Regions from separate parts of the Oryzias latipes genome. Here region 2 is linked to region 1. The links are chromatin contacts, called in public Hi-C maps. All regions are on one chromosome and are shown on one strand. Each heading gives the region's core, a stretch centred on a gene start, on an enhancer-like site or on the middle of the called end of the contact. The rest is flanking DNA. Distances are from core to core; before and after follow the strand shown. Region 1 holds the start of LOC110014316. Region 2 holds the start of chodl (chondrolectin).

Region 1 (3,217 bases), core at 222-2,721:
TAAAGTGTGTGAGCTGTTGGGAAGTCATCCTATAGATGCTGGAATCACACTTCCTGTTGGTTTTGTTGTTAGCTCCTTCGTTGGTGTTCTGTCCATGAGGGAATGAAGAGAGCAGAGGGTTGACCTTCTGAGTGATGTGCATTACTGAGTTCAGTCACATGACCTTGTTGGTCAGCTTTGGTCTTGTTCCTGGAGACCTGCAGGAGAACACCCCCCCCCCCCCCCTTTGCATTTAAACAGAGGTATTCATAGGTGGGTATTCTTGTGAAAAAAAAAGCTTCAATAAAATCTGAGGTCAGTGTTGAATTTATGGCTTGAAATGTTCTAATTTACATGTTTGCACAACACAACTTAGAACCAACTCTGCATAGAGACCACACTGTTCTGCATTTAGACCTGTGCTAAAAGCACCACCATTGAGTCATGGATCTGAGTTTTCCTGAGTAGCGAGTAAAGTCCAGACTCATCCTGCAGCCCACTGCAAAGCATTTCCAGAACCAGGCTTCCACACACCACTCTGTCTCCCCAGAGCTGCCCCACCAAACGGGGTCATCTAGGCAGAAACTGAAGGTACCTGTCGAGTCCCCCACTGTCCAGCAGGAGGCAGACAAGATCCACGGGCAGAATCAACTTGCCCTCCCTGCACTGTCTGCCCCGGACGCATGAATCCTTCTGTGACTCAGATGTCGTTTTTTAAATAAAGTTTCAAATTATAGAGGAGGACAAATAATCTAACTCACAATGGATTTATCCAACCATGCACTTAAAAAGCACATGAATTATTAATCATAAGAACTCCACACATTATATCTGAAGGTCACAAATAACCAAAGTGAATAACAAAAGAGGTATTAAGACATTTGAAACATGTTCAGCCCTTTAAACTACTCACAAAAACAGCTGGCCCAATTTTCCATGACACCAGATTCCTTAACAGAAATGTTAACCAAAAGGAAATATTTTAACGAGAATAACAGAATTATAGAAACACGTGCTTAGAACATTAAAACAACACACTAAGAAACAAAGTTTTGACATGATTCAATCCCACACAAATCCAAGAGATGTCATTTAAACGTTTATATAGAAATGACTCCGAAGTAAGAATGTTAAAGAAAAGGTGAAGCCACAAGGTTTGGTTCACTAACAAGTAATGAACAAAAATCAAAGTTTGCCAAAAGAAATCTAGCCTCCATTCTATGCAGTATCATGACACAAAAGCCCTGTGGACATTTGTCCTGCGAACAACGAAAAAACACCCCAGCAGGAAGAGTGACGGCCAAACAAGTGACTCCAGCCCACGAAGGACCCTTGATGATGTCAGGGCAGGTCAAAGGTCAACTGGGACCAAACATTCAGGCGGTACATGAAATATAAATGATGTATGGAAAGTCTTGTTTGGACGTGTGTTGTATTTAAATAAACAAAGACTGCCAATCATTTTTCCGCAACTTTATTTTAATACCAAAGTTTCAATTTGAATTGAATTTTACTGCTGTGAAACGGTCGTCCAGACAGGCGTCCCGCCTAAATTTGAGCTCAGAGAACTGTGATGAGGTCTGTAAGTCTGAGCGTGGAATGAGCTCAGCGGATGTTAAAGCCTGAGAGGAGCCTCCATCAGCTGCTCCTCCACTGAGACGAGCTCTTGAGCTTCTCAAAGGCATCAAAAGTGAACTCCATATTTAAAGGGTAGGGGGGATTTGGGAATGGACTGTCCCACAGAGCTCTGCATGTAGGAATGGCCTCTTCAGGATTTAGATGTTGCTTCTGTTGGAATGCTGAGTCTAGGATTTCCCTTCCAGCTGAGTGACCTGCTGGTTCCAAAGGGCTCCAGCCTTCCTGTGCACACCTGTTGACACTCGGCTCAGGTTTACCTGCTGCTGTGGAGGTGCAGGAGCTGTCAGTGCTGTATTTATAGCACTGCTTCTTAGTGTCTTTCCTCGCCGTCAGTGGATTAAGCTCAGCTGATGTAAGCCCTCATCCCTGGAGTTCACTGGACCTGCAGAGGAACGACAATGCTGTTAGACTTTCTGCTGCTGCAGGTTAAGAGGCAAAGGCCAGTTTGGGATTCCTGGCTGGATCTGTTGATCTGAATAAACCGAGACGGGAGCACAGGAAGGAAGGACAAAGCTCCATGGCATGAGGCTGCTGAAAGGCGCTGAGGCCGGATGTGTGAGGAGCATCATGGGAGCAGTGCTAAGCTCAGTCGCTGCCCACATTTGGGCTTTTCTGGTGTTCTACGCCGACGTCTTAAAGCTCTGGAGCGTAAGTATGAAAGCCGTGGCAGGATGCAGAAAAGTGTTTGATGTGAGTGTCTATGTACAGCTCTCAGGAATATGTCTGTCTGTCTGTCTGTCTGTCTGTCTGTCTGTCTGTCTGTCTGTCTGTCTGTCTGTCTGTCTGTCTGTCTGTCTGTCTGTCTGTCTGTGTCTCTCTCTCTCTCTCTCTCTCTGTCAAAACAATTTGTACAAACAGCAAAACACTATGGATTGATTGATGATTGATTGATGGAATTGGTGTGGTCTTCCTACACCTCTTGTCGTTCCTGTATGTTAGGACACAAATTCTCATCCACATCCTCTCTTATATCCTCTCTTGCAATGCAGCGAAATATGTTTGTCACATTATGACAACCTGGTCAACCATTTTGCAGTTAATGACTTATACGATGAACTAATGACTAGGTGTTTTGAGGAGTAAGACTATTGCACAGTGAACTAGATAATACATTTTGATCAACATGACATAAACAATTGATAATGTAGCAAAGAGCAGAGAATTGTACATAATCATTTGCATGGATGTACCAAAGCAATTGCAACTTGTTCAAAGAAGTGAGAAACTGCTTATATGATGTGCACAAGTGACATCATGATGTGAAGATTGAACAAATAGTTTTGGGAATTTCATTCTGATCTGAGAATTGTACTAAAGCGACTGAGAAAAACTGTAAGATTGCTGTAGTTACTTCTTCACTTAAACACTCCCACTTACATGTTGTCCCCACTAGCTTTCTATGTTTAACTATTGTCTGCATTTATTCTCATGTCATCTTTGGTTTCTTGACCGTCAGGATTTCGATGTATTCCAAGTAGGAGGATAAGGTCAAGAACTTCGGTTTCTTTGTTTCCCTCCTTTTCTTTCCAATGACTTGATTCTTGTTTCTGTTTTGTTTCTGCCCCAAAGCTGCAGGAAAGTCTTGAAGAAGGCCCTCACC
Region 2 (3,485 bases), core at 24-2,523, 260 kb after region 1:
TCGATTCATGTTGGCAGAAATTCATTTCTATTCAGCTCACATGTGAAAACAGACATGAATACTTACAACAGAATCATAGGTGTAATCAGTAATCTATTACTCTGATACATTCAGTAATTGCAGTAGCATCTGGCTTTCTAGTCTATTGGCTAGACAATTGTGTGGCCTGCAATTAAAGTCTAGGAAATGAGTGCACACAGGCCAGAGGCCTTCAGAATGACCATGTAGATCCAGCCAAGCTTTATCTGGTCACCATGGTGATGTGGGTTGGACTCACTCAACGTACTGTAGAAGTATATTGCAAAACAGGCTAATTTTAAATTGAACCCCTCTGGCTGGACTTTTCCAACGAGGCTGAGGAGTGTGACTCCCCAGAACACCCTCTGCTCCACCTTCTTGAAAAGGGAACCACCACCCCTGTCTGCCAGTCCCGTGATACAGTTCCCAACTCCCATGTTGTGCGTGGAAGTGAGCCCAACAATATTTAGCCGCTAACTCTCAGCCTCCCGCATAAGCTCAGCTTCCGTCCCCCCAGATAGGTGACTATCCATGTACCAAAAGCCAACTCCATGACCAAGGTTTGGGCCACCAAGGCACCTGCCTTTCACCCCCAAACCATGCTGCACTGGCCCCTTTGAGCTGTTTACAGGTGGACCCATGGGAGGATGGTCCCACGTCGTTCCTTCAGGCTGGAAACAACCAGGGCCCACACGAGGAGCCCCAGTCTCCAGACGCTTGCTTGGGAGCCCCGACCTCAAGCCTGGCTCAAGAATGGGGTCCTGGTGACACTAATCCGGGCGATAGAGCAGAATCTTTTAGCTTCTCACGACAGGGCTCTGAGCGGCTCTGTGTCTGGCTCGTCACCCAGGACCTGTCTGCCATGGGAGACCCCACCAGGGGCAGAAGCCCCAGACAGCTTAGCTTCTGGGATCCTTAAGCTCTGAAACTCCTCCAGCATGTGGGGGACTGGGTGTGTGTGTGTGTGGTGGTGGGGGGGGGGGGGGGGGAGGGGGGTTATTTTACTTCCATCTCTACAGCCACATCACTAACAGATAACTTAATTTTATCATTAGCTTTTTTCCCTCAGCAGTTTTTTCCCCTGCCTTTTACCCATCAGCACTGGGATGCCTCCATGTGGTTACGGTCTGTGTTTTTGATAGGGGATCCAACAGGACTGAAAATGTCAACCAGTGAGAGCCGGAAGTCGGCGTGTGCACAGCACGAGGCTCAGTGTCTCTAATCCTGCACTTTACTGCTTAATGCATTCTGGTAAGAACCAAACAATGTAATGACAATAAAGCTGAATGGAATCTAATCATTCCATACCTGAGGGCGTCGCAGGTCAGCTACGTTACTGTGTGACAGTGTGGTCCAAATACCTGATAATACCAATAAAAACCTCAGCCACACCTTACTGTTGAGTTTATTTCAGTTTCTGTTTAATCATATGAGGGTTAGCAGCTACAGGTAAAAACTGACATTTTGATGCTCCTTAGAGGAGTCTGAACATGAGGCTTTGGGGCCCCTGGTGGCTCGGGGGCCTTAAGCAATTGCCTAGTTTCCCTTTAGCAAGAAAAAGATTTTAGTTTGTCCATCTTCATTCTGCCCTCTTGCTGTGGCAGTTAACAACATATTTCTTTAATCGATTAACAAGTAAATGAACATACAGTCTTTCTCATCTATTTCCTGGACTCTTACCTCCTCAGCAACTAACTTATTTCTTCTGTCTCAGTATTGTCGTTTGTCTGCTTCCTGTTCCCTCTCTGACCATCACAGACTGCCTGACCCGAACGATCATCTTATTCCAACTATGTTAAAACACTTAAACAACATTATAACATCAACTATTTAACATTTAAAAGACATTTGTGTGAATCATGTAAATGTTTCCACTGTACATAAACCCACAAACACCCCAGGTGATGAGGCCTCATTTGGGATTTCATTTAAAGTTGTTTCAAAAATGCACACACGTGTGCGCATGTGTCTTCTCTGCACAAATGTTGAGAGAATTCCTGCTTGTCCAGATCAATACCGGGGAAGTGTTGCTCATAACTGCAGGTTCCAGAGGGAGACGCTGCTCATTGTTCAGCTGCAGCCAATCAGCTGGATAAGTGAATTAAAGTGTGTGTGTTCGAGTGCACACGAGTGTGTGGGAGGGGGGTAATGAAAGAGGATGATCCAGCTGGGGCTCTGATCGATCAATGGGGAGGGGGCAGCAGCAGAAAGCCTTCTCTCCCTTGTGCTTCACCTCAGAAGCACACAAACACGACATGAGAGGACGCCGACAGCAGCTGCTTTTACTTTCAAACTTAGCCTCTATTTTCACGGATTTCTCTGAAGATGATGCCTCTCTGCCCACCGATGCTGCTGATGTGTGCCGTCATGGTGGCTGCGCGCCTGAAGGCGGCCAGGGTGCTGAGTGGTGAGTGCGATGCTGCTCCTCAGACTCTGAGGTTCTCTCAGATGTTCGTCTATGTTCTCAGAGAGGTTTCACGTTTCTTCAGATGCTCTTTTGTGTTTCTTGTCTAGTTCTTGTGTGTATAGATGTCCTGTCTTGTGTCTTGTGGCGTTCCTTCATACTGTCCATCCGTCCATTAGAACGTCATCCCCGTTCCTTCTCCCATCTTGTTTTAGATATTTTCTGCTGTTCTTTCAGATGTTTTTTCTCGTTTCTGCATGTGGTCTCCCATGTTCCTTTTGGAGCTTTTAGGAGGCTCTTATTTCATCCTTAAGACCTTCTGTCGTGGACTCTCAGAGGTTTTCTTGTGTTTCTGTAATAGTTTCTTTTCTTTAATCTTTTATTAGACAACTTTTTACATACAGAAGTTCCCTTCTGCTCCCTCAGAATCAGCATATTTCATGTTCCTGTAGATTTTGTGGTTAATTTCATCCTCATTTATGTTTTCATGTTCAGTCAGACATTTTCTTCAGATTCCAGATCCCTCTTCTCCTGTTTTTCTTCCAACATTCTCCTAAATGACTTTAGGTACCTTCCCCAGTCCTGCATTAGCAGAGAACAACAATAGAGAAATATTTTTTACACGGTGCAGTCAATCACAAACCCACAAACATGACTGACGCTGAGCTTTAAAGCATGTTTACGTGTTTCTCTTTAGAAAGTGGAAATCTTTGCTAAATAAAACCTGTTAAATATTGTGTCCTAGCATCGTGCATTGCAGCGCAAAACAATAAGTAGATCAAAATGCCTTTCAAAAATAATACATTACAGCAAAAGGTATCATTTCTGGTATGTATCATTCTGGAGGTTTCTCAGGCGGAAAAGCATTAGCGCACATGCAGCACAGCTTCAAGTCCTGCAAATATCCATTCTAAAAGACAAAGTGTTTTAGGAGTCTGTTCTTCTGGAGATTTAAAGTTTTCAGAAACTGCCGTTTGTTCAAATCTTCCAGGTTGGTCCCTAACAGAAGTTTCTGAAGCTCTCAGTGCAGCGCATGAGCCTCCAGCCTGAGCAGGCAGTCGTG

What was found. Hi-C and Micro-C count contacts between places; a contact is called where the count stands out from the background.
Region 2: a contact with region 1 is called in a Hi-C map of gastrula embryo, with 2.5 times the contacts expected there. The contact joins the promoter of chodl here to the promoter of LOC110014316 in region 1. A contact is called at or near these places in 3 of 5 Hi-C or Micro-C datasets (embryo, fibroblasts and gastrula embryo).

Annotation. Positions count from the first base shown.
Region 1 is chr20:1,309,243-1,312,459 of ASM223467v1, forward strand. It overlaps LOC110014316, which reads left to right and starts at 1,472. Exons shown (of 3, transcript XM_020701115.1): 1 at 1,472-2,265; 2 at 3,187-3,217. The coding sequence starts at 2,140.
Region 2 is chr20:1,570,659-1,574,143 of ASM223467v1, forward strand. chodl (chondrolectin) reads left to right here and starts at 1,274. Exons shown (of 8, transcript XM_011473572.3): 1 at 1,274-2,425. The coding sequence starts at 2,344.